Linked DNA regions of Mus musculus: all the other regions are linked to region 1. Evidence: chromatin contacts called from public Hi-C, HiCAR-type and promoter capture Hi-C data. All regions are on one chromosome and are shown on one strand. The core of a region is the stretch at or near the end of the contact, and the rest is flanking DNA. Distances in the headings are between cores, read along the strand shown.

The links. Promoter capture Hi-C pulls out the DNA fragments that hold promoters and counts their contacts. A called contact is a pair of places that touch in the nucleus more often than the background predicts. HiCAR-type assays count read pairs that join an accessible place to other places. Capture Hi-C pulls out chosen DNA fragments and counts their contacts.
Region 2: a promoter capture Hi-C map of hippocampal neurons shows a contact between it and region 1, with 5 times the contacts expected there. The contact joins the enhancer-like site here to the promoter of Zfp69 in region 1. A contact is called at or near these places in 3 of 39 promoter capture datasets (cranial neural crest, hippocampal neurons and liver) and 2 of 115 datasets of contacts at active chromatin or transcription factors (acute myeloid leukemia and large pre-B cells).
Region 3: a contact with region 1 is called in a promoter capture Hi-C map of pre-B cells, with 6 times the contacts expected there. The contact joins the enhancer-like site here to the promoter of Zfp69 in region 1. A contact is called at or near these places in 9 of 39 promoter capture datasets (the C10 cell line, HPC-7-derived erythroid cells, cranial neural crest and 5 more), 2 of 115 datasets of contacts at active chromatin or transcription factors (microglia and stem cell-derived neural progenitor cells) and 1 of 9 other capture datasets (embryonic stem cells).
Region 4: a contact with region 1 is called in a promoter capture Hi-C map of liver, with 4 times the contacts expected there. The contact joins the promoter of Ppt1 here to the promoter of Zfp69 in region 1. A contact is called at or near these places in 11 of 39 promoter capture datasets (the C10 cell line, cranial neural crest, embryonic stem cells and 5 more), 6 of 115 datasets of contacts at active chromatin or transcription factors (astrocytes, embryonic stem cells, large pre-B cells and 1 more) and 2 of 9 other capture datasets (adipose tissue and liver).
Region 5: a HiCAR-type map of astrocytes shows a contact between it and region 1, with 4 times the contacts expected there. The contact joins the promoter of Svbp here to the promoter of Zfp69 in region 1. A contact is called at or near these places in 1 of 39 promoter capture datasets (pre-B cells) and 1 of 115 datasets of contacts at active chromatin or transcription factors (astrocytes).
Region 6: a contact with region 1 is called in a Hi-C map of B cells, with 6 read pairs. The contact joins the promoter of Ppih here to the promoter of Zfp69 in region 1. A contact is called at or near these places in 1 of 39 promoter capture datasets (cranial neural crest) and 1 of 484 Hi-C or Micro-C datasets (B cells).

Annotation. Positions count from the first base shown.
Region 1 is chr4:120,949,133-120,953,829 of GRCm38.p6, reverse strand. It overlaps Zfp69 (zinc finger protein 69), which reads left to right and starts at 2,142. Exons shown (of 6, transcript NM_001384119.1): 1 at 2,142-2,386; 2 at 4,270-4,498. The coding sequence starts at 4,396.
Region 2 is chr4:122,906,971-122,911,667 of GRCm38.p6, reverse strand. No RefSeq gene overlaps it. Among named protein-coding and RNA genes, the nearest start is that of Cap1, 23 kb to the right of the region's middle. Within about 2 kb of position 1,962, at least 30 of the 459 cell types and tissues checked have an H3K27ac peak or open chromatin away from gene starts, as enhancers often do. A contact at or near this core is called in hippocampal neurons, where this site is marked.
Region 3 is chr4:122,857,169-122,861,865 of GRCm38.p6, reverse strand. It overlaps Ppt1 (palmitoyl-protein thioesterase 1), which reads right to left. Exons shown (of 9, transcript NM_008917.3): 9 at 2,691-4,356. The coding sequence ends at 4,234. It overlaps Cap1 (CAP, adenylate cyclase-associated protein 1 (yeast)), which reads left to right. Exons shown (of 13, transcript NM_001358035.1): 13 at 1,649-2,818. The coding sequence ends at 1,732. Among named protein-coding and RNA genes, the nearest start is that of Ppt1, 23 kb to the right of the region's middle. Within about 2 kb of position 2,560, at least 49 of the 459 cell types and tissues checked have an H3K27ac peak or open chromatin away from gene starts, as enhancers often do. A contact at or near this core is called in pre-B cells, where this site is marked.
Region 4 is chr4:122,834,233-122,838,929 of GRCm38.p6, reverse strand. It overlaps Ppt1 (palmitoyl-protein thioesterase 1), which reads right to left and starts at 2,703. Exons shown (of 9, transcript NM_008917.3): 1 at 2,551-2,703. The coding sequence starts at 2,674.
Region 5 is chr4:119,193,028-119,197,724 of GRCm38.p6, reverse strand. It overlaps Svbp (small vasohibin binding protein), which reads right to left and starts at 2,415. Exons shown (of 3, transcript NM_024462.2): 1 at 2,239-2,415; 2 at 1,704-1,853. The coding sequence starts at 1,817.
Region 6 is chr4:119,317,626-119,322,322 of GRCm38.p6, reverse strand. It overlaps Ppih (peptidyl prolyl isomerase H), which reads left to right and starts at 1,800. Exons shown (of 10, transcript NM_028677.4): 1 at 1,800-1,914; 2 at 2,090-2,154; 3 at 2,470-2,493; 4 at 2,759-2,803; 5 at 3,737-3,779. The coding sequence starts at 1,849.

The DNA of each region.
Region 1 (4,697 bases), core at 893-3,392:
TCTCTTTTATTCCTTTCCCTCCTTACTGACTTGAAGTTGAATGTTTCTGTTCTTTCAGGGGTTACCCTGAGTCACAACATGCACTGAAAACCTTTATTAGGTTACTTACATATTTACACTCTCTCTCTCTCTCTCTCTCTCTCTCTCTCTCTCACACACACACACACACACACACACACACATATCAATGAGTCTGCCTTCAAAAATTACTTTAGAGATTCCAGGTGTCTGCCAAAATACTCCAAGTCAGGTTCTCCTCTCTCTCTCTCTCTCTCTCTCTCTCTCTCTCTCTCTCTCTCTCTCTTTCTTCCCTTTTTTCTTTCTTTCTTTCTTTCCTGCCTCTGCCTTCTGAGTGCTAGGATCAAAGGAGTGTGCCACCACCAACCAGCCACATTTTATTTCTTTAAGGAAACAGTCATTTTTGCAGGTTGGTGCCACCATGAACTGGGGAGTTGAATATGAAGAGCCTTAGGCAGACTGAGTAGGCACCCTAACACCACATGGGACTATGCCCACAGCTTGCTTATCTTTAAGTCTGCACTCGACATTGTAACTGAAGGGAAGCCGGGTGCTTACAGTTATAATGCTGTCTGCTAAAGATGATGCCCCCCGCCCCCGTAACATGTAGAGTCAAAAACAAAACAAACAAACCTCCTTCCACATTAACAATCAGAGTGGGACTGTGGGGAACCAATGACTTGTGATGTATTATACAGGCATTTGAAGCCTACTCTGAATGACACCTGGTGTCTGTTCCAATCAAGAGTTAGCTAATTAGTTACTTAGTGCAGTAAGACTAACTGCTTAGCAAGACAGAAGTCAGCGGGTCCCTTAGATGGGGACACTGACAAACAGCTCATGAGATAAACTCAGAGCTTTAGTTCTGCCAACTCCAAAGATCTTCCACTCCTCTCAGGGGTGCAATCCCTTTTCCAGGAGCACCAGATGCAACTGTACAGTAGTGTTTAATAAACTCTCTACTGCCAATTTGTCTTTTTTTTTTTTGCAAATTAATTTACAGCCCAAGTGCCACTGTCTTCAACTCAATAGATAGAGATGACTTTGAACGAAGATCACAGCCAACGACACGAAATTTTTTTGCAGTTCATGAATTTTTCCCATGTTGTTTCACTTATCTTCCCCCATCCCAAACACACACAGACACACACACACACACACACACACACACACACACACACACACACACACACATTAAAGAGAACACCCAGCCCTTCGAGGTTCTACTCATGTGGAGAGGGTTTCCTATATCAGTCCCAAGTCCGCTCATTTTTCCCCCTCCCAGTCTCTATGTGCAGTATGAAAGGTCTGTTTTCCAGATAGCTGGGCAAAAGCCGCTTTCAACTTGGATTAACTTTCTGGATGCTGGTTTTCCAATTTTTGCTCTGGTAAGTGTTTACTCTGTCGTCATCTCTTCTGTATCTTCCAGTGGGCTCAGTTTTATTTTCTCAATGCCATATGTTTACTGAACTTTTAAAGAGATAAGTTAAATTGAGGAACTGAGGAAGGCTAACTCAGACACCAGACACTTCCCCTAGCTACAGGCACTCAGGAAACACGCCGTGAGAATATGGGAAGAAAGGGGTTCTACCTTCCAGGACCATGGGAAAATAAATTCCTATTGTTTAAGTCACCGGTGTGAAGTGTTTTTCTTTGGGGGTGGGAGGCAGCCTTAAGCAAACTAATACATGTCTTTAGGGACATTAAAAATACATATCCCGGAATTTTTTTTTTAAGTTTATTGTTTTCTAGGCCCCTGTTGCCTTTTGGATTGTCTATTTTTCTACTTATCGAATTCACCAGAATTAGGAGATTAGGAGAGAGCAGGAACTGCGTGCGATTTAAGGCTGCATCCTGAAGCCTTAAGAATGAAAGAATGACAGAGAAGCGGCTTCTCCAGGAAGACTCGCCGGGCCACGGGGTACAGGAGACCCTCAGCAGGGGCTGCCGGCTTCGCTGGACACCGCCCCTGGGTCTGCCCGGGCGGCTTCCGGCTTCCGGGATCTGGGTCGCGCAGCACCCGGGTGGGCGGAGCCACGGGCAGGGCGCTGACGCGAGCAGCGTGGGGTGGGCGGGTCCCGGGTGGAGGCGCGGGGACACGAACCGGGCTAGAGGGGCGGGGTGAAACGGCGGAGCTCGGGCATCTGAGCCGCAGCCGGCGCCGCAGGTCCTGGGCTGGGACAGAAGGCCGGGCAGGACGCCTGTGCGCGCGGAGCTCCGCTCCCGGGTGCGGCGGGTGAGAAGCGGGAGAGGCCGGTGTCCAGCCCGGAGGCCGACGGTGTCCTGTGTCCCTCGGAAGCCACGCTGCGCACTGGGCGCCGCGGTGTGAGCGTGGAAGGCTGGCGGGAACGGATCCGGAGATCCTCCGGTGAGTAGGCGACTCTGCTGCGGAGCTGCGAGCTCGACCGGGTGGCTGCCTGCGAAGTTCTGCCGATGGGTCGTTCAGCAAGCTTCTGGGATTGCCAGCTCCTTCGGAAGGAACAGCACAAAGTTTGCACTTAGTGACGAGACTTTTTACATAGTCGGGGCTATTTGCACCAACTCCGGTCTTTTTGGACAGGCAGTCTTTCACCTTTCCTCCTCTTCCCCCAGACTTCAAAGAGCAGTCCCCTCCCCGAGAGAGAGCTGCGTTTGGGTATCAGGTCCACTGAATCTGGTCCCAGTGTCCACAACTATTCATATGCTGAATGGGCGATTCAGATGATGGATTCGGGTTGTTTCCAAATTGCTGTTATGGTCAGTTCTGTAGTGGTTCTACTTGCACTTGACATACTATATTTCCTCCTCTCCAGCTCTGTGGGAGCACATAACCCTGCAGTTTTAATTGCATCTGAACCGGGGATTCGTTTCACCAGCTGTGCTGGGCATTTGGAGTGTGTGATGACGACTGTTGCTGCTGGCTTATGACAAAGCGCAGCCCTGTGAATTACTGTTTTATCAACTGAGATATTCAAGCTGAGCTTTCTAATTGTTTTCTAAAATAACTCTAAAACATGATGGCCACTGGGGCCCCGTAAAGGCTTTGGCAGACAGGTCTGATGCCCTGGTAAAAGGAGAGAACCAACTCTCAAAAGTTGGCATGTGACCTCCACCCCCATAAATAAACGCATGTGATTTTTTTTATTTTTAATTTTTTTTAAAGATTTATTTCTTTATTATAAGTACACTGCAGCTGTCTTCAGAAACCCCAGAAGACGGTGTCAGATCTCATTAGGGATGGTTGTGAGCCACCATGTGGTTGCTGGGATTTGAACTCAGGACCTTTGGAAGAGCAGTCAGTGCTCTTAACTGCTGAGCCATCTCTTCAGCCCGTGATTTTTTTTTTAAACTTTAAGATAATGTTTATTGTACAGCTTTAAAATAAAAAGGTCTTAATTGTTAACTTAGTAGACCTAACATTGTCTCAACACTGCATCCCTGTGCAGTAGTTAACATCCACATTTTATAGATGAGGAAACTGAAGGTCAGACTTGAAGTGCCTCAGGTCTCAGCTTTACATACAGGTCAGACATCAAAGAGCCTTCCTTGGCGCCAGCTCCAAATATGTAAGCAGGCAGAAGGGGCATGCAGCTTACAAGGTGGTCAGGTCAGGGCATGTGGACATTTGTACTTTTTTTTTTCCTTTGGTACTGGCGTCTTTGTATCTATGTGTTTAAAGTTGAGGGTTACTTCTGTATCCAGGACACTATTATTTCAGTATTGGTGCCGAATCTTCTAGGCCTTTTTGCAGCTATAAAGACAGTTCTGGACTTCTGGCTGTATGATGGGTTCTCTGGGTCTCTCCTTTCATGCCTTTTGCTCTCTAGGCACACAAAGCAGGTTAGTCCGATGGCTTAGTGGGGAAAGGCACCTGCTGCCAAGTCGTACAGCCTGAGCTCAATCCCTCTGACCCACTTGTTGGAAGAAGAGAATGGACTCCCATAAGTTATCTTGTACCCTCCAGCTGAGCACCATGGCACACAGACAGACAGACAGACAAATAAAGTTTAAAAGAAAGTACAGCCAAACATAGTGGTGCTCACCTTTAATCACAGCACTCAGGGGGTAGAGGCAGATAGATATCTAAGTTCAAGACCATCCTGGTCTACAGAGTGAATTCCAGAACATCCAGAGCTATACTGAGAAATCCTGTCGCAAGAAAGAAAAGGAAGGGGAGTCCAAAGGCCTCAAAGCAGCTTACAGGACTGCCTCCCAAAGATGAAGCGTCTATACCCAGAGTTCTTCATCTCACAATGGTCTCTGATATTGCAGGGGCTCAACAACTCTTCCAGGGTAAAAGATTATGGCCTGAGGACGATACAACCAGGAAGCCTCTCATCGAAAGTTCCAGCAGTTTCCCCACCCGAAGCTGCCACCCCCAGTCAGGCCGGCGCCATCATGCCTCAGCAGCTCCTGATCACCCCGGCCACTGAGGCGACCTGGGTGAAGTTGAAGGAGGTGTCCCTGTGGGAGGATGTGACAAAAATGTTTGGAGGAGAAGGTGAGAACAGACAAAGTTGGAAGAAGGGGTGGTCCCTTGGGGATAACTTAGGGGAAAGAAGATCCATGCGGGTTCATGCTTGTGCCATGGGGGTCAGGGGATATTTGTGAAGGAAATGCTGGGCTCCTACCTCTGCTTCCTGGTGACTTTTGCTGTGTGTCCCTTCTTTTCCCTGTCCCCAGAAACAATATATAACAGG
Region 2 (4,697 bases), core at 713-3,212, 2.0 Mb before region 1:
GATTTCTTTATTTGTGGGTTAAACAATGATATTTGTCTCAAGGATCAAGTGTCTGCAGCTCTGAAAGAGAATCGTGTCCGGCAGACAGCAGTCTTCTATGTGCCTTTCCATTATTCAAATTAAAATAAACTAATTAATGTAATGATCTCCTGTGTAAGCAAAACAAAACAAAAAGTGCCCACTACCTTTTTCCAGCAAAAGACAGCACATGACAGTCACATCACTTCTTCTGTCCTTGGTTTCTCTTATTCACTCACTAACCATGAAATGAATGCCTCTGGGTCCCAGGTCACCCGAGCACAGTTGTGAGAGTGTCTTCCCTGATCGTACAGAGTTTTCATTCTACTCGGAAGATAGGAAAGTGAACACACAGTCTTCCAACGTCAGTGACCCTGCAGATTAGATAACCTGAAAACGTCATTGTTCTGAATGCTTAGCCACAATGGGTTAAAAAGCCAAGAGGTACAGAATTGATTCATAACACAGCGAAATCTCCAGGGTCCGGAGCGAGTGCGGCACTGAAATCCAGGGTGGTAAGTATGAGAGAACAGATAGCAATGCTATTCCAACATCTGGAAATATTCTGGCGTATACTTCAGGTGGGAGGACACTACACAAGGGTGTGGATATCAGGCGGGTGGGAATCGTTACGAGCTACTTTGATGGCTGAGTTCCACAGCCCACCTGGCAAAACACTAAACCAAATAAGGTGCTGGCCAGCCAATGGCCAGATGGCATGGACTGGGGATGGGAGGACCGAATTATGCCAGGGTGAGGGGTTAGAGAGATACCCCAATAGCCAAGAGTGCTTGTTGCTCTTCCAGAGGATCTAAGTAAGGTTCCTAGCACCCACACGAGGGGGAGAAGGGAGCTTTGCAACCACTTGTAACTCCAGCTCCAAGGGATCTGCTGCCCTCTTCTGGCCTGTATAAGCACTGCACATATGATAACAATTCCCCTTCGCTGGTATCGTATAATTTCAACAAAACAAACAAGCAAACAAAAACATAAAACGAAAATAAAGTCAGGTGTGGTGGCACACGTGTTTAATTCCAGTAATCTGGAGACAGAATCAGGAGGATCTCTGTGAGTTCAAGGCCAGTCTGGTCTACATACAAAGTTCCAGGCCAGCCCCTACCTCCACCAAAAAGACCCCCCCCCCATCCTTCCCAGGTCAAAACAAAAGAAAACAAATCCAAACTCCGAACTAAACAACCAACCAACCAACCATATGAAACCTACACATATTAGGGGTAAGACTGACTGTAAGTGGGGAGCATACCGTTTCTTTTATGTATCATTTTTTTTTGTAGAAGTGTAAGTTACATATAATACTATGCATAAAGTTATATATATATATATTTACAAGGCAGTTAGCTCGGTGGTGGACATCATTAATCCCAGCACTTGGGAGACAGAGGCAGGTGTATCTCTGAGTTTGAGGCCAGCCTGGTTTATGGAGCGAGCTCCAAAACAGTCAGGGCCACACAGAGAAACCCTGTCTCGAGGTCCCCTACCACTCCCCAAAAAGGTAATTATCCCTCTCTCATCTTAGAATTATGTGTGTTGTGTATAGTGTGTGTGTGTGTGTGTGTGTGTGTTGGTTAAATTTGTTGTCTGTCCACAGATTTCTAAGGAGGAGGATCATGATGGAACCCAGGGTGTGTGGGGATCGGGGATGGAGGAGGATCATGACGGGACCCAGGGTGTGTGGGGGTTGGGGATGGATGCCATTGCTGGACACGGGTTGTGTCTTTTTGGAAGGAGCTGAGTGTGTCTTTTGTTTGCCTTTGAAATAATCATATTATGTTAGACAGAAGCATTTTAAAACTTGTATATGGTATTTTAAAACGTGGGAAGATGTTGCTTGGCAACCCGCAGTTGGAATGCGGAGGACATCTGTTGTTTTCCTCTATCAGCGTTCTATCTCTTTCTTTTGGAGAAGGCCCTTCCCACACTGCACACTGTCTCCGTGGGGCTGTCAGTCACGGTTCAAAGCCCCTCTTGTCAGAGGATGACATCCCATCACAACAAAGCCGATTGGGAGTGCTTCCTCTTGGGAAAAAAAAATAGTGGGAGACGAAAGGGCAAAAACCACGCGGAGCTGATTAACGCCAGGGTAGGTAGCGGTATTAAGAGATTTGTCTGTAATCTGCATATCTGGAACCAGCACGACCCTGTATATTTTAATATAACACTCGACTGCTCTGGTTGCAAGTTTTTCCGGATTGTACCGAGTCTATGAATCTTTCACGTTTTTTCTTTCAATAAATATTTTAAATTTTGACATAAGATCTTGCTAGCTAGCCCAAGTATGAAGGGATTAGAGGGCATGAGCCACCACGATCAGCTTTATGCCCCTTCTTAAATTTGTCAGAGCTGGTTCCTGTTACTGGTAGCCAGGGAACTCCTTTGACATTAGCTCAGCGGGGAGAATACCAAAGCAAAGAGGAGGGGGCAGAAGTGAGTGAAATTGCAATGATCAAGATTTTTCAATACACCTTCATTGGCAATTTTCTCCCCAGCATGCCTCCACAGTGTGCAAAGTTAGGAAAGCTTTCTGGGAAGATGCCAGGAGTTTCTGACACATTGAACTCAGAACTACTCCCTAAGGTGTGGCTTTATAAGATGGGTGCTACAGGCAGGCAAGAGGGCTCAAGTAAAAGCGTTTGCTCTGGAAGCCAGAGGGGCCTGAGTTTGATCCCTGGACTTAACCAGTGGTGGATTCCAGAAACTTGTCCTCTGGTCTCCACACATGCACAGTGGCACCAACATACTTCATACACACAGACACCGTAATAGCAATAGCATGCAGTATACAAACCTCTAGGAACTGTGGTTTGTGTGGACTGCGATGTGAACAGTGTCTTCCTGCTGTGTAGTATGGTCCCTGTGGCTCTCTCTCTCCTTGCCTTTTCAAGTCAGTCCTTTTGATGAATTTGTTCTTTGGTGCCTCCTCTGACCCTTGGATTTTTTTCTCAAGCATACAACTGAGCTTCTACATAAACAGTTAAAACCTAATCAAGCACAGATTGATTTTTTGTTGTTGTTGTTGTTGCTGCTGCTGTTTTGTTTTGGGAGCTTGTTGTTGTTGTTTTGTTTTTGAGACAAGGTCTTGTTATGTAGCCCTGGTTGGACTAGAACTCCATATGTAGACCAGGCTGGCCTCAAACTCACCTCTGCCTCCTTGTGTTGGGATTAAAGGAATATACCACCACATTGGTCAGACTGATTTCTTAAAAAAAGGAAACTATCAATTCAGATGAATATTTTTAGATTTATTATTTATTTTATGTACATGAATACACCATTGCTCTCTTCAGACACACCAGAAGAGAGAATCAGATGCCATTACAGATGGTTGTGAGCCACCATGTGGTTGCTGGGAATTGAACTCAGGACTTCTGGAAGAGCAATCAGTGCTCTTAACCCCTGAGCCATCTCTCCTGCCCCAGACTAATTTTTTTTTAAAGATTCATTTTATTATTTTTAAAGAGTTGTTTTTTTTTTTTAAATTTACTTTTACTTATGCATCTGTGTATGTCTATGTATGTATGTGTGTCGGTGCCTATGGAGGCCAGAAGGGGGCATCGGATCCTCTGGAGCTGGTGTTACACATGGTGAGAGCTGCCTGATTCCGGGTTTCAAGAGGAATGAATACAGTACCGAGCAATCTCTTCAGCCTTGTATTTTATTTTTTAAATTATGTGTATGTATATCTGTATGTGGGTATGTGCACAGGAATGCAGGTGCCCTTGGGGGCCAGAAGATGGCACCAGATCACCTGGAGCTGGAGTTACAAGCGACTGAGCCACACAGTATGTGTGCTGCTGCAAGTCAGACTCACATCCTCTGCAAAGGCAGTTCCCACTCCAGTCCCCAAGCTGATTTCTTTGGGTCTGAATCAAGTGGGGGAGAGAGTTTCTTACAGCAGGGCCTGGCGACACATGCCTGCAATTCTAGTGCTTGGCAGGCAGAGACAGGAGGATCAGGATTCAAGGCCATCCTTGGCTTACATATTAAGTTGGAGGCCAGACAGACTGGGTAACACAAGACTTTGTCTAAAACAAAACAAAAACAAAAACAAAAAAACCAAGACTTTCTTAAGAAGGTTCTAGGAGAGCTGGATATAGCAGCACCCGCCTTTAATCCCAGCACTCTGGAGTCAGACATAACTCTGTGAGTTTGAGGTCAGCCTGGTCTATGTAGAGAGTTCCAGGCCAGCCAGGGCTGCATAAAAACAAAGAACAAAAGCAAGCCAAACCAAAAATACAACGAAAAGGTCCTAGGAAACGTGTTAAAATGGCACTGGTGCTTAAATTCATATGTGAGGCCGTAGCCCTCACTCCCAATGTGGTTGCTCTTGGAGATGACTCCTGTAAGGGAGTAATGAAGGGCACTCCTAAGGTTGGAGCCTTAATCTGGTCAGATCAGTGTTCTGTGAGAAACAGCAACTGAACACCTTCCCACCTCCACACAAGTACTCACCAAGGAAGGTCACTGAAAACCCAGAAAGAAGATAGCAGCTTGCAAAGCAGGAGGCAATGGCTCACCAGGAACCAAATCATCCAATACCTTGATTTTAAACTTGCCAGCTCCCAGGACTGTGGGCAAGTATCTTTTCGTTCTCTAAGCCATTCAGTCCATGACATACTGTTACTGGAGTCCAGGCAGAGAAAGACAGATTCAAACAGATA
Region 3 (4,697 bases), core at 1,311-3,810, 1.9 Mb before region 1:
ATTGGTGATTCTCCTGCCTCTGCCTCCTAAGTGCTGAGATATAGCCATGTAGCCCAGGATTGCTTCTTTGCTGTTGGAGATTGAACCCAGGACTTGTGCATGCTAGGCAAGCATTCTTCCCACTAAGCTATATCCCTGAGGAATATGACATTATAAACAGAATAATCTGGGACTGTTGATATACACCTGTATTCCATATAGGGTCTTACCACATAACCCGGGTAGGCCTCAAACTCAGAAATCTTCCTACTCTGTCTCAGACAACTGAAACAGGACTGAATACTTATTGAATTAGAGAAAACTATTTGGTGGATATTGGCATTTTGTAGGTAAATCTCAACAATACATATAGAAGCCAGGTAGTCCATGAAGGGAGCTCCAGAGGGAGGGAGGGAGGGAGGGAGGGTCATTCCTGCCTTTCATAGTTCAGTAAGAATAAGACTAACCCCCCAAATCAGGCTGTTGTCTAGAGCTAAGTCTGTCCAGGACCACAGATCTCTCAACAGTGAACAGTGCACAGTGCAAGCAGCATGGCTGGGAGGTTAAGCTTGTCTCACTCCTATGTGTGCCCGGTTACCTGGGACTGGAATTACAAATGGTTCTGAGCCACTACATGAGTAGCTCAAGTTAAGAGCAAGTGCTCTTTTTTTTTTCAATTTAATTTAATTTAATTAATTAATTTATTTTTTACTTTTTAATATTTTTTTATTACGTATTTTCCTCAATTACATTTCCAATGCTATCCCAAAAGTCCCCCATACCCTCCCCCCCACTTCCCTACCCACCCATTCCCATTTTCTTGGCCCTGGCGTTCCCCTGTACCAGGGCATATAAAGTTTGTGTGTCCAATGGGCCTCTCTTTCCAGTGATGGCCGACTAGGCCATCTTTTGATACTTATGCAGCTAGAGTCAAGAGCTCCGGGGTACTGGTTAGTTCATAATGTTGTTCCACCTATAGGGTTGCAGATCCCTTTAGCTCCTTGGGTACTTTCTGTAGCTCCTCCATTGGGAGCCCTGTGATCCATCCACCAACTGACTGTGATCATCCACTTCTGTGTTGGCTAGGCCCCGGCATAGTCTCACAAGAGACAGCTCTATCTGGGTCCTTTCAGCAAAATCTTGCTAGTGTATGCAATGGTGTCAGCGTTTGGAAGCTGATTATGGGGTGGATCCCTGGATATGCCAGTCTCTAGATGGTCCATCCTTTCGTCACAGCTCCAAATTTTGTCTCTGTAACTCCTTCCATGGGTGTTTTGTTCCCAATTCTAAGAAGGGGCACAGTGTCCACACTTTGGTCTTCATTCTTCTTGAGTTTCATGCGTTTAGCAGATTATATCTTATATCTTGGGTATCCTAAGTTTTGGGCTAATATCCACTTACCAGTGAGTACATACTGTGTGAGTTCCTTTGTGAATGGGTTACCTCACTCAGGATGATGCCCTCCAGGTCCATCCATTTGGCTAGGAATTTCATATGTGAGTACACCGTCACTCTCTTCAGACACACCAGAAGAGGGCATCAGATCCCATTACAGATGGTTGTGAGCTACCATGTGGTTGCTGAGAATTGAACTCAGGAAGAGCAGTCAGTGATCTTAACCACTGAGTCATCTCTCCAGCCCCATCATCCTGTTACTTCCTTTTTGCAGAACGAGTTCCCAGTCCCCGAGCAGTTCAAGACCCTGTGGAACGGACAGAAGTTGGTCACCACAGTGACAGAAATCGCTGGATAAGCAAATACATGGGTCCTGTGCCCTCTCCCTTCACACCATGGGATACATCTGTATGGAGACGGTTCTTTTCTAGATTTCCTCTACCTTTCTGCTCTTAAACTGCTTCTCTGCTCTGAGAAGCCCAGCTACCTGCCTTCACTGAAATATACCTCAGGCTGAGACGGGCGGGACAGCAGGTCAGTGGATCTTCACCGGAAGGTGCAGCTTCTCGGCATCAGCGCAGCTGCACCACAGGCTGAGCTTACAGAGCTTCAGGCCCAGACTGGGGCACCGAAGCTTTCAGCTTTGGGGGTCATTCTACCAACAATCAGTCCCTGAGGGTTCACAACACCCTGGAACCAAACATCAGAATGCACACTATTCTCCTAACAGTGAGCATGGGGGGCAGGAGCCAGGGAGTCTATTAGGTTCTAACCAACCTAGTTTTCATTGTTGACAAGTGAGGCCAGGCTTCCACTCGACCAAAAGCTAAGGATTGCCACCCAGCATTCCAAGCAGACTTGTTTCCTAAAAGCATCCTTCATCTGCATTCCATCCTGGGTCAGCATCAACCACAACATAGCAGGCATTCCCTTGCAGCTGCAGTACAGTAGCAGTGTCCTTTTCTGAGGAAGGAAGTCTTAAACCCTTTCCCCCCACCCCCTGGGATGACTGCCTTGATTCCCATGGGGAACAACTTTAAAGAAAACCACCACAGCATTCCAAGGAGTCTGGCGTTCCTCCTCCCTGCCAGATGACTGTCATTGCCTCCACTCACCCTTCTGCTTGTCACTCGGCAGCTTAGGGCCTCTGCGCAGGAACCTGACTAGGACTATGACCTCCACGGCGGCTGTTTAGGTCTCGACTTACATCAGAATCTTGCACAGCATTGCAAAATCCCAGTGCTCCCTCTAGGACACACTGACCAAAATATGCAACCTTTCCTTTCCTATTTTTTTTTTTTTTTTTTTTTTTTTTTGGTGGGAAAAGAGGAAGAAAGATTGTCCTGTGACTTCTGCCCATTACCTGAGGCCTGTGGAAATAAACCTTTATGTACTTAAAATTATACAGAAAATAGAATAAAGTTAATACCAAACTTGTTTAGTTATTCACCTGATGTTTTCAGTACAGAGATGTGAAAATACTGAAAATGATACCAAGTATAAGAAACTACTCTTTATTATTTTTAAAGACAATCTCAAAACTATTTTTAGATCCTCCCACTTCCTGCCCTTAACCCTCATCCTTTTATTTGAGTAGGTTTGAGAAAGGAAAAGGAAAAACAGGCAGTGGGTGAATTCTGTGGTGCTAATGGTGCTTTCATGAAAACAGTCATTTCTCCAAACCCGTGCTCTAGAGGACCCATCTAGAACATGCTGAGATCTCAGCATGGGCACTAGGGAGTCCATGCTCAACTGTAGGAAATGGGGGATCAGGGTGGTTTCTTCTTTAACAATCAAAGTTATCATCTGTTTAATAGGAGGGAAAAGAAGTCTACAATATTCCCCAATCATTTTCTTGAGGAATCAAATCAGCAGCAGTTTGATGTATGCTGGTAAATAGGATGTAGGGTAGGAATGCCAAAGCCCCACCTTTTTAGACTATTTCTCCCGTTCTTTGCAATGGTGTGACATTTATGCCACTTATAATATTAAGGGCAAGAACAGACACCTGGTTTTCACTTCTATACTCCCTCACTATCTCATAGTATATAAGACACACATTGCTGTAGGCTGTGGTGATGCATGCCTTTAATCCCTGTACTTGAAAGGCAGAGGGGGCAGGTGATCTCTGTGACTGTGAGTTCAAGACCAGTCTGCTCTACATAGTGAATTCCAGGCCAGCTAGGGTTACAAAGTGAGTGAAACCCTGTCTCAAAGAAGAGAAGAGAAGAGAAGGTCCATTTCCTTTCCTAAGCAACCCTGCTGGCAGTTCCCCCCTGTGTGACTAATTCTGTTACTGAGGATTAAGGATACAAGGTGAGCTCTGAAGGGGACGTGATGGTAGGCTTGTGGGGTGACTGCTAGGTACCTCTAGAGGGCAACACTTACACAGGAAAACAGTCTTAAGAAATGATGGGGAAACATCATGCACGGCCCACACAGCAGTGCAGAGAAATTGCTTGTGTGAACATCTCAGACCTGGGCTTTTATTTGCTCCAAATTTGTATGGGTTTTGCCCTCAGAGCTTGTCTCTTTTTCACTTCTGTCTCTTTTAGGCACAATTACTGATCTGCAACAACAGACTCCCATTTCTTAAACGGGAGCTTGACCATATCACAAAGTTGTAAAACAATCTCCATGGTTATTAGCTAATTAAACTTGAATCCAACACCATATGGTGATAGCAGGCGGCAAAGGATAAGATTGAGATCTTAGATCTTTCCAAGTAGGGTATGTTAGATGATAAGAGGAGAGAAGGGCTGGTTGCAGGCTAGATTAGAGTTCAGGGCTGAGCATGAACTATGTACATGGCTTGGAAGAGCTGTGGTTTCATGAACTCTGCTATAAAGTGCCAGGGCTTCACTTAAGAAAAGGTATGATGTGGGCAGTAAACCATTCTTTAGATATTTGAAGATGGTCCCCTTCCTTAGCCAGAAACACTAGCTTTCCTGCTTTGTCCATTTTCTTTAGCCCCAGGCGGTCCTGTAGAGAGAAAGGACATAATGAATCCAAGAGGCTTACTGAAGGTTTTAGACTAACCCAGTAGAATATTAACAATTACTCTCAAGATACACACTTTCCCTTCAGTATTAAACTAGAGGTACACGGTTAAAAAAGATGACACCCCCTTTCAGATCTTCGTTTTGTTTGTTTTTGAGACAGGGTCTTGCTTTGCAGCTCTAGCTGGCCTCGAAATTGTAGCAATCCTGCCTTAGACTCGAGTGCCAGGATTATAAGCATGTTTTAAACTGGTTCCTTCAGTTTGCTTCTAAGCAATAGATTTACATGTGCAAGGCCAACATTGTGTCAGGCCCCTTTAATTC
Region 4 (4,697 bases), core at 1,454-3,953, 1.9 Mb before region 1:
CTTTTGTTTTGAGACAGGGTCTGGCTATGAACCTCAACTGGCTGAGGACCGGGATCCTACTCTTTGAGCTTCTTGAGGGCAGCAAGTACAGTGTGCGTTACTTTGGTTTAAAAAAATTCTGACTACCCCCCCCCCCCCCAGTATGCTCATCATCCAAGCAACCCTATTTTCATTAAACAACTTCACTTTCTAATTGTCCAAGCCAAAGCCTGTGTAGTCATCTCTGCCACCTCCATCTCTCATGCCATATCTAATTCTTTGATGCCACACTGAAGTATGCCAAACTTCCACCACACTTCCTGTTACCACACAGCTGTCGTTATACAGCTCTGAGTCACAGGCATCTCTGGGTTTAAGTCTGCAGTGTCCCCTTGCAGTTCCTGTGACATCTACAATCTATTCTCAACACAGCAACTACAACAGAAATGAGGACACTGGTGGGACAAGACAGACAGGCACTCATGCCTTTAATCCATAAAGCACAATCCTGTAAGGTCTCCCTCCTCCCTGTCTACAGCCCTACTGAGCCTGACCCTGATCCCTCTTCGCCTTATCCCAGAGAGAAAAAGAAACAATTGACTTAGCTACAGGACAAAGCCAGGGACTCTTGAGGACAAACAGGCCATTGAGCTGAATCTTATACAGGGAATCTCCCTAAGACTCTTCAAGAAAACCAATCTTCACAGCTAATAAATCAGAGCTCCCTGGGGGCTGGTGCGATGGCTCAGTGGTTAAGAGCACTGACAGCTCTTCCAGAGTTCCTGAGTAAACCACATGGTGGCTCACAAACCATCTGTAATGGAATCTGATTCCCTATTCTGGTGTGTTTGAAGACAACTACAGTGTGTGTGTATATATACATATATATACACACACACAATACACACACACACACTTGATTTTTTAAAATATATGTGTATATATATGTATATGTATGTATGTATGTGTATGTATGTGTATGTATGTGTATGTATGTATGTATGTGTATATATATATATATAGTTTTAAATCTGAGCTCCCAAAGAAAATGCCTGTTGTTGGTTCTGTTGACAAGCACCTGAATTCCCTGTGATCTCAGCTGACTGTTCTCAATCCCTTTTCTTCTAATGACAACTTCTCCCCAGAGCTCATAGCCACAGCTTTTGTTCAGTGATCACTTAGGGTATGCATAGACATCTAGTGTCAGAAATAGATCCTTTCAACGTCATTTTTAATTTTAATTATATGGGTCTTCCCATGTAGCTCTGGCTGATGTGGAACTTGCCATGTAGATCATGCAGGCCTCAAACTCGGGGTGTTCCTCCTGCTTCTGCCTCCGGAGTGCTGGGGAGTTACATTCCTAAACTAGCTCTTTACAGTTGCTAGCTAGCACAAAGGGCTTAGAACAGTTCTTTACAAATGTAAATTCTACCACCTCACAAGTTCCTAGTGAAATTCCAAGTCCTTACACTAATCTTAAAAGCCCCAGCATACTTGTCCACCCTCTTATTCCCTTGCTCCCGCTGCTCCTGCTACACTGCTCTGCATGCTAGTCTGCCAAGCTCAGGGCCTTTGCACCTGCTGCTCCTGTGACCACATGTCCCTATGGCATCTTCCCTCGTCCTCCTTTTTTTCTTCTCTTTTTTCCTTCTTTTATTTTTTTTATTGGATATTTTCTTTATTTACATTTAAATGTTTTCCCCTTTCCAGGTCTCCCCATCGGAACCCCCCTATCCAATCCCCCCTCCCCCTGACTCTATGAGGGTGTTCCCCACCCACCCACTCCTGTCTTCCCTCCCTGGCATTCCCCTACACTGGGGCATCGAACATTCTCAGGTTCAAGGGCCTCTCCTCCTACTGATGTCCAAGTCCATCCTCTGCCACATAGGCAGCTGGAGCCATGGGTCCCTCCATGTGTACTCTTTAGTTGGTGGTCCAATCCCTGGGAGCTCCGGGGGGGTGGGGCGGGAGGGAGGATCTGGCCAGTTGCTCCCTCCATGGTGCTGCATCCTCTTAAGCTCTACTCAGTTGTCACTCTTGGGTGAATCCCGTTTCCTGTTCTAACTTGCTCCGTAGAAGCACAAGCTCACACCTGAGGCTCTATCTTCTGTTTTCACTGCACTCCTGGCCATTTGACAAGTTTCCCGTATTTCCTTATAATACGTTTCCCCCACTGGACAGCAAGTTCCAGAAAGATGAGAATGCTTCATGCTCAGGTATAGCAGGTGCTCTGAGGTAACTGTATAAAGGACATGAAGGCCCCTGGTAGATCTCTATTCAGATGTGAAGGAATGAAAGCCTGAGTGTGCAGTCCAGCTCTGCAGGGGCAGGCTGGACTGACTGTGAGATACTGCAGGCTGATGCTACTGCTGCCAGGATTTTAACAAAGCATAAACCAAGCCGTGCACAATACTCACTGAGCACTCACTAAAGACACCTGGTTGTCGTCCCTTCCGTGCAGAGCAACAAATCCGAAAACCTTGGACTAGGCGGGTGCTGTGGAATCCCTATCGTCTTTCCAGATTTAAGAACCGAGGGGGGAAAAGGATGCCCCCGTCCACGCCCACTCACCCATCCCATGCCAGATCACCAGCGGTGGTGGTGAAGGTGGGTCCAGATGCCCCAGGGCCCAGGCGGCGCAGCACCAAGGCAGCAGAGCGGCAGCTAGCAGCCTCCGCGAACAGGACGACGCCATCTTAGCAATCACATGACCGCGGGGACTGTGGACCAAAGTAATTCCGGTGGCCACGCCCCCTGCCGGGCTCTGCATCCTGACAGAGACGTTTATTCATTGCTTAACACCCACCAGACTCTACTATATAAGGGCTTTCCATCTTTTAATTGATCTTATGCACTGCTCTCATTTTACACCCAAGGACGCCTAGGTGACAATTCCCCCTTCCCCCTACGGAACTTTGCCTTCTCTTTCAGCTGTGTATTAGCAGAAAAGAGCTGTTTATTCGCTAACAATTATGTCATTTGCACGTAATTTTAATTCTATGTGTGGGCGTTTCATATGTGTACGGCTCGCGTTCTACAGCGCATGTGTGGAGGCCAGAGAACCGCTTGCAGGAGCGGTCAGAGGGATTGAACTGAGGTCATCCATCAGGCTTGGCTGCAGGTGCTTTCCCCCTAGGAGACTGTTTTTATTTTAGCACATGTGTGAGAAATTAGGTAAGGTCCTCGGAGGCGGAGGCAGAAAACTCTTCAGCACAGTGCCATAGTACTTATAGCCCTTGGAAGAAAAGGCTCAGTGTCGGGACTGGGGAAGGGAGACTTGATTTTCATCCAGGGCAAGTTATATCATGGTGAGGTTTGGTTTGGATCGTAAAGCTAAGATGGGGTTTCAAAAGCTAAAGATGTAATTAGGGAGGAGGAAGTTTGGACTCCTGAAGAGGGAAAAAAGTATCTTATTAAAGATGTAATAAGACTTCCAGGCTGTCATGGACTCTCAGGTATTTCATGTACTAGGAAGATGGGAAACATAGCTACGTCCTATCCAAGCTCCACTCTGGTTTATTATAGCCCAGAGGCTCCTGTCTATGCTCCCACATCTTTTCTAGATTCCCTCAGTGCAGCCTCGGCACCTCAATGACAGTGTCAAACATTTTTTCCCCTAAAAAAGCATTAAAAATGTTTAAAGGAATCTGTTAAATAGGGTGTATTCACGGTACAGTGGGACTCTCTGACACCGGCTTTATAAAGGATGAAGTAGTCTTGTAGAGAGCGACATATGAAAAATCTAGAAGAATAACCGGTTGTGCACCCACATGAAACCCTTCTGTACCACCCCACTGAAACCAGCAGTTACTTAGTAATTGGAAAGCCAATTAAAATACAGGATTAGGATGCATTATACAGTGCACAGTCTGATAAGCGTTGGGCCAGCTAGATTGTTCAGCTGGATAAAACAATGGCCACTAAGCCATTCCTGATCCTTTCCTCTTGAGAACTATGATAGCTTGAGGTTAAAAAAAACAAGTTGTGCAAGCTGTCTTCTGAGCTCTATACACCGACAGTCACATGTCCCCATAGAGACTCATAAACACACAATGTAAACAAATAAATCAGAGTAAAAACAAAGGAAAGCAAAAATAGGCCCGGGGCCAGGAAGACAGCTCTGTCTTTAAAGTGCTTGCTGCTTCAGCGTAGAATCTGAGTTGGATGGCCACACCCGCAGGTGTAGGGAAGTGCAATCCCAGTGTGGAGGAGGCAAAGACAAGGGGATCCCTGGGTTTTGCTGGCTGCCGGGCCACAGTCTAATCAGATCGCCAGGTTCCAGGTTCAGTGGGAGCCTTTGTCTCAGATATGAGGTGAGAGGGATGGAGAAAGAAACCAGATAGGTCTCAGTAGCCCAAGTTGGCCTGGAATTTTCTATGTAGCTTCGAATGACTGAACTCTTGCTTTTCCTGTCCCTGCCTCGAAAGTGCTGGGATTATAGGCTTTGGCCACCATACTCAGCTCATTCTTTACTTTATACATTGCTGTATGATTTGTGTTTTTATAGCAAGGATTCAAGGATACATAGCAAGGCTGGCTTGCTGGCTCTCTCTCTCTCTCTCTCTCTCTCTCTCTCTCTCTCTCTCTCTGTATGTCTCTGTCTCTCTCTTTCCAACTTGGGGCAGCTGTCCTGCCTCTGCCTCCTTGCTAGAATTACAGTTATTTTTCACCATACAGTCTATGGAAATAACTTCTAAAATCAGAATATAGTGATATAT
Region 5 (4,697 bases), core at 1,166-3,665, 1.8 Mb after region 1:
TGGCAAGGCATGTGTCCACACACTTCTGCCCACCCACAGCAGCAGCTGGATGGTTATTTAATAAATGGATCCAATAAACAAAGCTTGACAATATCAACTGTCAGACCAAAAGGAACAGGACATGTCTCGCACTGTCAACAGGAGTGCCAGCTTGAGGAATCCTCTGAAAGCCATTTGCCAATATCTAGAAGAAATGATTGACACCGGTAATTGCTCTAGTCAAATACCCGACAGGAATCCTAGCAGAGGTGCCAAGGAAGCATCTAAAAGGGTCTCCCCCCACCCCCACCATACAAGTGTTTGTAAAAAGCAAAACTAAGTAATTACAACACCCATCACAGGAGGAATGGGTAGGCATCCTAAATGAGGTGGTCCAGGGGCTGGAGCGAGGGCTTCGTGACTCAGAGCCCTTGCTGCTCTCCCAGAGGACCCTGGGTCCACACGGCACCTTTGTCAGGTGGTTTATAGCCACCTGTAACTCCAGCTCCAGGCATCCGATGGGCTGTGTGACCTCCAAGGGCACCTGAACTCATGGTCACATATCACCACACACATAATGAAAAACACATCTTTTTAAAAATATGTTTATAATGTAGACACTATAAAGAACAAAGAAAACAGATTCTTAAGAGTAGTATGACTATCTCTAAAATGCCATGCAAACAAAACATACTCGCACAGGTAATGTATTCATCTATTTGAATGGAAATGCATTAAACAAAAGGGCTTAGCCACAGAGAGGGAGAAGAGGTATAGGACAAACAGTCAAAGGAGATGTCACATTTCTATGTGGCTTTATTTATCTTAGGAAAATTCTAGGAAAATGCGATACTACTACTAACCACTACCAGTCTGAGAAGCTGAATATGCAGGTGTCTCCTGTACTTTAAATGTCCTCACAAGCACACACAACAAAGAGGCAGAAAAGACCAGCAAGCGTTTCCCTAATACTGGATATTAAAATACTCGTGTCTGGATGTGGTTCCTTAGCCATGTAAACATTTTAAAGCCTTTTATCTTTAAATGATTGTTAAGTGTTGAGAGAACAAAGAAGCACACTGGTGGGCTCATAGCTTGGGCCTTTACACGGTCATGAGCAGACACTTAAATCTGCTGTTGCTGTAGCTGTGGTGGTGGTGGTGGTGGTGGTGGTGGTGTGTGTGTGTGTGTGCCACAGCAAGTGTGGAGGTCAGTTTTATGTAGACCTTCTCTTCTTCCGCATATGTATGGATTCTCAGGTTGTCAGGCTTCTCCAGTGAGGGCTTTTTCCATCCCGCTCACCAACTAGATACTCTCTGCACCAAATGCCCATGTGTACCGGGTCACGGGTCACACTGGCACTTCAAGCATTCTCCTTCATTCATTTGTTCATTTTCTCCTCCCACCCTGATCCCTCTCCCACCCATAGCTACCCTCTTCTCTTTTCATGCATTCCTCAGATCACTAACACAAAAGCTTTGCGCCAGGAGGCAACTGGAGACCCGGTCCAGCTTGGGATTCTGACACTAACTTGGTATGTGACTCTGGGCTTCCGCTTCACCGTTTGGGACCTGGCTGGACTCTCTCCCTCTGGGGGGACCAATGCCTGGGACAAGCAGGGACCCCTAGTAAAGTTTCCTCTGCTGGTTTTTTTTTTTTTTTTTTTTTCTTCCAGCACCCTCTCCAGCTCGCTCAGGCATACAGAGCTCCCTCCTTCATCTCACCTCTGCTCTCTGTCTTTGCTTCAGCTCCTGCTGGGCAGATTTCTGCTTAGCCTTCTCCACTCTGAAGGCTGGTTCTTTAACTTTGGATTTTTCTTTCCGGGCAGGTGGATCCATGGTTTGGCTTCTGAATGCTTCTTGGTTAGCTCTGACCTGATGGTACAAAAAGAGAACCGCTTGCTAGTCCTTTCTCCCAACTCCCTAGCTTGGCAGGTGAGGCAGGGTGCCCTGGAGTCCCACTGCCAGCACCTTGCTGTGCGTTCCTAGTCGAGTCTCCTCACTTCTGAGTCTCAGTTTCCTGCACAATGGGACAGTAGTCATTTCCTGGCCATTTCCCTACCAACCCCGGGTGAGCAGCAGATGAGAAGGCCCGAGAAAGCAGCTCCAACCCGGGGGCGTACGGTAGGGCCGGGTCTCAGAGGCCGAGGGGCGAGCCACTCGGTCCGCGGCAGCCCCCTCTGCCAGCCCCGCCCGCCCGCTCGCCCGCCCGGCCCCTCCGTAGCAAGATGGCGGCTCGGGGGTCCGTGCGCTTCCTTACCCGGCCTCGGGCTCACGGCCTCCGCCACGTCGTAGACAAGCCCCCACGCGGGGTTCACCCTAGCTCCCCCCTTCCGCGGGACCGCAGCGCCCAGCCCGCTGCCCTTGGACTGGGCGGGGCGCGCCGGGGAGGGCGGGGCCGCGGCCTGAGGTGCCCCTCCCGCAGGAGCCACTGCGCCCGCGCAGCGAGCACACCTGGGCGTGGCCGGAGCGGGAGGGGCGGGATCGGAGGCGAGTAGGGCGGGGCCTGGGGCTGGAGGGCGGGGCCTGGGGCAGGGACATTCTTACAAGTAACCAAAGCTTTTCCGGGCTTCTAGTTTCTGGGACAACTGCAAGGCTTTGAAAGGCAGAATCTGATTCCTGTGGTTGAAATTGGCTAGCACTGGAATTCTGAGCATCAGGTTCTAAATCAAGAAAGTCAGGACTGCTGATTGCTTCCTTCCTGATTTATAGATCTATAAGGAGGATCAAATGGAATCCTGTTTACCACAATGCTTTGAAAGCTTTGAAAAAAATGATCTGTCTATCTATCTATCTATCTATCTATCTATCTATCTATCTATCTATCTATCTATCTATCTATCTATCTATCAATACAGGGCCCCTAGCCCAGTTTGGTGGTGCACATCTTTAATCCTAGCACTGAGAAGGGGAAGCACAAACATCTCTATGAGTTGGAGGCCAGCCTGGTCTACATAATGAGTTCCAGGCCAGCCAAAGCTACACAGTGAGACTCTGTCTCAACAAAACAAAACAAATTCAGGGCCCAGAGCATGTGCTAGGCAAAGCCTTCTATTACTGAGCTATACCCTCAGCCGGACAGAAATTGTATCAGTTAGGTTTTCCATTGCTGTGAAAAGACACCATGACGAAAGCAACTCTTATAAAGGACAACATTTAATTGGGGCTGGCTTACAGGTCTTGAGGTTCAGTCCATTAGCATCATAGCAGGAAGCATGGCAGTGTGCAGGCAGGCATGGTGCTGGAGGCCAGAAGAGGATATAGAATCCCCTGGAACTGATATTAAAGACAGTTGTGAGCTGCCATTTGTGGCAGTTGTGGGTGCTGGGACCAAAACCAGATCCTCTGCAAGAGCAACAAGTGCTCTTAACCACTGAGCCATTTTTCTACATCTTGTTCTGAAGGCAAATAGGAAAAGACTGTCTCCCACGTGGCTAGGAGAATAGTCTCGAACCCCAACCCCACAGTGACACACTTCCTTCAACAAGGCCACATCTCCTAGTAGTGCCACTCCCTGAGTCAAACATGTTCAAACCACCACAGGAATCAGAAGTATATCAGCCAACACACACACACACACACACACACACACACACAGAGTGTGAGAGGTGGAAGTAGAGGGAGAAGGAGGGAGAGAAACAGCCCCACGGATAATCAAAAGGGTGTAAACTAAAATTTCTAGCTATCATTTTCATTTGTTATGTTAGCAAGAAAGGTGCCAAGGAGGAGAAGAGCCTGAGAAATAACAATAACTGCTTCCCTTGGGGCTTCCTCTGTTCTAGGCAATACTCTGAGGCCATTGCATTATTAAGTCCCCTGTTCCTCATAAAGATATGTGTACCAATATGATTTCTAAACAGGAACAGGCATGGAAAAGTTAAGTCCAAGATTACCCAGCTAGTAAGTGCTAAACAAGCATTTTAGACAGGGTTTAGAAGACACTGGCCTCTGGAGACACATTCAGACCTGCTTTTTAGTCTCTCTGTCACCCTTACTCCTAGCACTCCAGAGGGAAAGGCAAATGGGTCCCTGTGTGTCCAAGACCAGCTTGGTCTACCTAGCAAATTCCAGACCTGCCAGGGCTACCTCCATTGGGAAGCCTCCATGGGCACTGAGGTGCTTTCAGTCTAAGTCTGAGTTGTTACATTCTTTTCAGAGTCCAATCCCGTACTAGATCTCAAAACCTTAAAGCTGGACACAACCACACGAGTGTGCACACACACATAAACACACACATTACCACATGCTTCCATTTTTAAGAGGTATCAAAAAAGAAACATAAAGTGGAGCTTGGGGGAGGGGGAAAGAGAGTTATTGATCAGTGGATATAGAGTGCATTCTGCAAGAGAGAATTCTAGAAATCTGACGCATGGCGATGTTCATAGTTCTGTACGTAGACTTTAAAATGACTAAAATGCTATGCCTCTGATCCCAGTTACTAGAAAAGCTGAGGCAGGAGAATCACAAGTTGAAAATGTCAGCCTGAGCTACATATAAAATGATTTCAAGATCAGCCTAGGGCAGATTATGGTGAGCCTGTCTCAAAGAAGCAAGAGAACTGGGGATCTAGCTCAGTGGTAGAGCATGTGCCACGGTGCTCAGTGGTAGAGACTGCAAGTTCAATGCCCAGTACCAGAAGAAAGCAAAACGTAAAACGGCAAAGTGGTTTTCACTCCAGTTTTTAAAAATTGACTCAAACCATTAGTTTAAGCAATTTCA
Region 6 (4,697 bases), core at 551-3,050, 1.6 Mb after region 1:
GACACTGAATGGCTTCCTCTGTCATCTACCACCTATTATGTTGAAGCAGAGTCTCTCCCTCAACCTGGGCTTCCAGTTTTCTCCAAGAGGTTGGAAGCCAGTAAGCCCCAGTGAACATCCACCCTCCTCGAAGCTGGGCATGCAGGCATGTGGAGGGTACCCAGTTTGACACATGGGTGTTGGAACACTCTAGTCCTCCTGAGCCATCTCTCCAGCCCCAGTTCCAAAAGAATATAGCAATCCATGTATGTAATTTCAGCACTTGGGAGGCTGAGATAGGAAGTTGGAAGAGTTCAAAGCCAACCCATGATACACAGCAAGACTGTCTTAAAATTAAAAAAAAAAGTGAAAAAATGTTTCAAAAAAGACCTTAAGCTGGGCAGTGGTGGTGCATGCCTTTAATCCCAGCACTTGGGAGGCAGAGGTAGGCAGATTTCTGAGTTCGAGGACAGCCTGGTCTACAGAGTGAGTTCCAGGACAGCCAGGGCAATACAGAGAAACCCTGTCTCAAAAAACCAAAAGCAAAAACAAAACAAAACAAAAACCAAAAAACCTTAAAGGGTGTAACAACCAGGGCTGGAGAGATGGCTCAGTGGGTAAGAGCACTGACTGCTCTTCCGAAGGTCCTGAGATCAAATCCCAGCAACCACGCCCTCTTCTGGGGTGTCTGAAGACAAGTATAGTGTACTTACATATAAGTATCTTTGGGCCGGAGCAAGCATGAGAGAAGGAAAAGAGGGGGGGGGGGTAGCAACTGAATGCCCTCCAAAACAGAGGCAGAAGGGTACTTGGTAAAAGTGGTATAAGAGAAGCCAGCCTTTACTTCCTGGTCTTTGCTACCAGCAGTGGCAAACAGCATTTTAAATAGGCAAAGCCCCATACGATTTACTAGCCTAGAGACCCATCCCATGGGCAAACAACAATCCCTGAGACTGTTGTGCTTGCAGACAGGAACCTCGCATGGCTGTCCTGAGAGACTCCACCCAGGAGCTGACTCAGGGATGCAGAGACCACAGCCAAACATCCGATGGAGCTTGAGGACTCCTGAGGGCCTCCGAGGGGATTGGAACTCCACAGGAAAACCAAGAGTCAACTATGACCCTTGGGGCTCTCAGAGACTGAACCACCAACCAAAGAGCATAGACAGGCGGGACCTAGCCCCCTCCCACACACACACGGTCTTTCATGTGGGTCCCGAACAACTGGAGTAGGGGCTATCCCAAAAGCTGTTGCCCTGCTGTGGAATTCGTTTCTTCTGCTTGTCTGGACTCAGTGGGAGAGGATGAGGCCAGCCCTGCAGAGACTTGATGTGCTAAGGTGGAGGGAAAACCAGAGGGGGTCTCTACCCTCTCAGAGGAGAAGAGAAGGAGGGGGTGGGGAAACCGGGAGAGGCGGCAGCACTGGGGATGTAAATGTGAATTAAAAAATAAAAAATTTTACAATCATAAGAAAATAAATAAAATTACATTTCCAGCACCCGACTGAGCCAGGCTACAGTAACAAACCATTTTAAAATATGGAAGGTGACTCAGGGATCCTCGGCTCATGAGCTGTGACAGGGGACACCAAGTGTGACTGCTCAGGACATGCTGTCTGCAGAAGATTCATTTCTATTGCACTAATACAGTCATGCAAGTGGGGAGCCCACAGACTTTGACAAAGATGCCTGCGTTTCCTCCCCTCAGCTCCGACCAGCTCAGCCAAACAGTACCATTCCCAACAACCTCAGCGCGCGCCACACTTCCGGGGCGGGGCGCAATCGCGGTCCGTTTCCACTGCGTCTGCGCTCCGGATGAAGTTCGCGGGACCTGCCACCGGAAGCCGGGTTTCTACTTCCGGGTCAAAGCCATGGCGGTGGCAAATTCAAGTCCAGTCAATCCAGTGGTCTTCTTCGATGTCAGCATTGGCGGCCAGGTGAGGTGCGGGCGACCTAGCGGCCCGTGCGGGCTGGTTGGCCTCGGGTAAGGGAGGCAGCCCCTTATAGCCCTCCCGAGACCGGCTGGGCCAGGCGGCGGAGGGAGGTGGGAGCTTTCGAGCTTCGTGGACAGCGGTCGTGAGCTGAGTGTTGCGTCTCCCGTTTCTTCTGCAGGAAGTTGGTCGCATGAAAATCGAGCTCTTTGCAGACGTGGTGCCTAAGACGGCAGAGAACTTTAGGTAAGGATATGCTCCAAGTGAACCAGAGCTGAGCCCGAAGCCGGCCTCCAGTCGGTCTTTGCCATGTCTGCCTCTGTCCATCTATTCATTGCCTTGCAGCTCTGTGGTCTGGGTATTTCACTGGCCAAACAGCTACCGGCTGTGACTGATCCCATATCAACTTCTATCACTAGTCTACCTGCCCTGACATCCGCCCGATCAGTTAGTTGGCGGACATACTGGCCCCAGTGTTTGAACTCTCCTCTCCAGAGATTAGAGGTGCTTCAAGCAGTGATCGTACGAAGGCTAAATCGTTTGCTCTCTCTTTCCCTTTAGGCAATTCTGCACCGGAGAGTTCAGGTCAGTCTCAGATGTGTTTGATTTCTCTGCCTACTCCTGAAGGGGTGCCCTGGATGTTTGGTGAGGGTATTGGAGAACCATGAACAGGTCTTAAGTAATGGAAGATGATATGCAGAGAGAGGGTGACACCTTGAATGGGTTCTTTCTCTCTCTTTTTCCCCCTCCAGATCTTAGTGAGAGCCCTTTTAGCCTCTGGTGTAGCCTAAATGGGAAAGGCCCACCATTGTGTTTCCCCATTCCAAGTCTCTTCCTTCTTTGTTTACAGAAAAGATGGCGTTCCGATAGGATACAAAGGAAGCACCTTCCACAGGTAAGGGAGGTTTTTGGAAAACTGGAAATGCAGTCATTGCTTGGTATCTGTACAGGCAGTCCTGCACACCTGAGTTCAAACTCTGTGAGGCTTACGGCTGTTGTTTTAAATGGCATGTTCGCGGCTGAGGCTGTAGCTCGGTGGTAGAGAATTGGCCCAGCATTCATAAGGCCCTGGATTTGGTACTGAACACCATGAAGCCTATGCACAGCGCCTTAAGTCATCCCTGACTTGGTGGAATGCTGTATTGCAGAAACGATGCCAAGGAAAGCATGCTGTACCCTTTCAGTACCTGTTCAGTACAGGTGCGTGGCCACGTGCTCCCAGAGGTCTAAGCTCAGATCCTTAGGCTGCCACAGCAAGCACTTCACCCACTGACCCATCTCCCTGGCGCCAGTCAGGACTTCAGCAGAGGCTTTGCTAGTTACCGTTGCTAGGCAGTCATCTGTAGGAGCCTGGCTTTCATGATATATTTACTTATTTTTTGTTAGAGTTTGACAGAAGTTGCTCTATTCTAATCCTGAAAATGTCCATGTCTCCCACATAAGGGCTTTAAAGCTACAGTCTGTAACCCTCCCTAGCATTCTTGTGAAGTAGTATGTGTTTTCCGAGTTCTTCAAGGAAGGCTAAGCAAAGCGAAGGGCCATAGCTGGTGTACTAGCTAACACCATCAAGTCTCTGTGTGTGCAGTAGTCCATTCACCTAGATTTGCTGTTGTTCTTTTCCCCCAAATTGCAATAAGCCCTGGACATGATTTTTTCCTTTGGTGACTGTTGGTGATTCTAGCCTGGTTTCAGCCCCTTCCTGATGTTCAGGTGCGAACTCACGCATCTAAGATCAACTGAGTTAAGACTGTACTTGCTCGCCCTTTTCTAAGCTTCAGTGATTAATCCACTGAATCTTTTCTCAGGATTTTTTTTTTAACTGTTTCAGGGTCATAAAGGATTTCATGATTCAGGGTGGAGATTTTGTTAATGTAAGTACTGCTTCTTTTCTTTGTTATTTTTTTCTGGCAGGGCCCTAGTCTTGAGACTTAAGAGCAATAGCTAAGTTAAGTGGAGAGGGCATGGGATGTACTGTAGAGTTGCTGGCTACCACTGACTGTGTCCTTAGAACACATAACAATACTCTACTGAACCATAAACTTCCACTTTCCAAACCCTAGCTGTTTGTAACTAGAAACTGGGCTTTGCTGGCATACCTATAGGTGATCTGAGACGGTCCACATTCATTGTTCACAGAAAACTTTGAAATTGACTGCAATTTTTCCCTCAAAAGGAAGGGAGCTGACTGCTTTTGTCTCCCATTTTTCCTTCCACATCTGCACATCTTCTGTCACTGTCTAAAAACTCTAGTTTTTTGTTGGATTGCTCTGGGGGGGGTTAGGGGCCGGTCTTTCTTTCTCTTTTCCTTTTGAAAGCTAAGGTATTAATCACAAGCTGGTTAGCAAGCAAGGGATCAGATCAGGAGAGACAGGAAGTTTAAAGGGTGTTCGCTTGCTTGCTGAGGTAGCCCAGCAGATCCATTCTTCACAAAAAGACCATGACTGTTGGTGTCTCCATCCTTCCTTGGAGTGTGTCCAATAAGCTAGAATATCTCTTTCTTAAACCAGCTCTTTCCTTACCCATCCACCTCTGTGCATGCTGTCTCCTTGCTGTTAGCATTGTTTATGTGGGTGTGTTACTAAGTCCTTTTGTCTGAGAGATGGTCTTACTCCATCAGTTGTAAATTTAGTTAGATTTTTGTGAGTCTTTAGAGGTCTTCCTCCTACACAGGGTTGCAATGGCAGGCTTTAGGCTGAATCCTGCTTCCACTTAGGCTGCATTTTAACTATGTGATACTACTGGGAAATCTGGGGGACTGGAGAGATCGCTCAGCAGTTACACTGTTGACT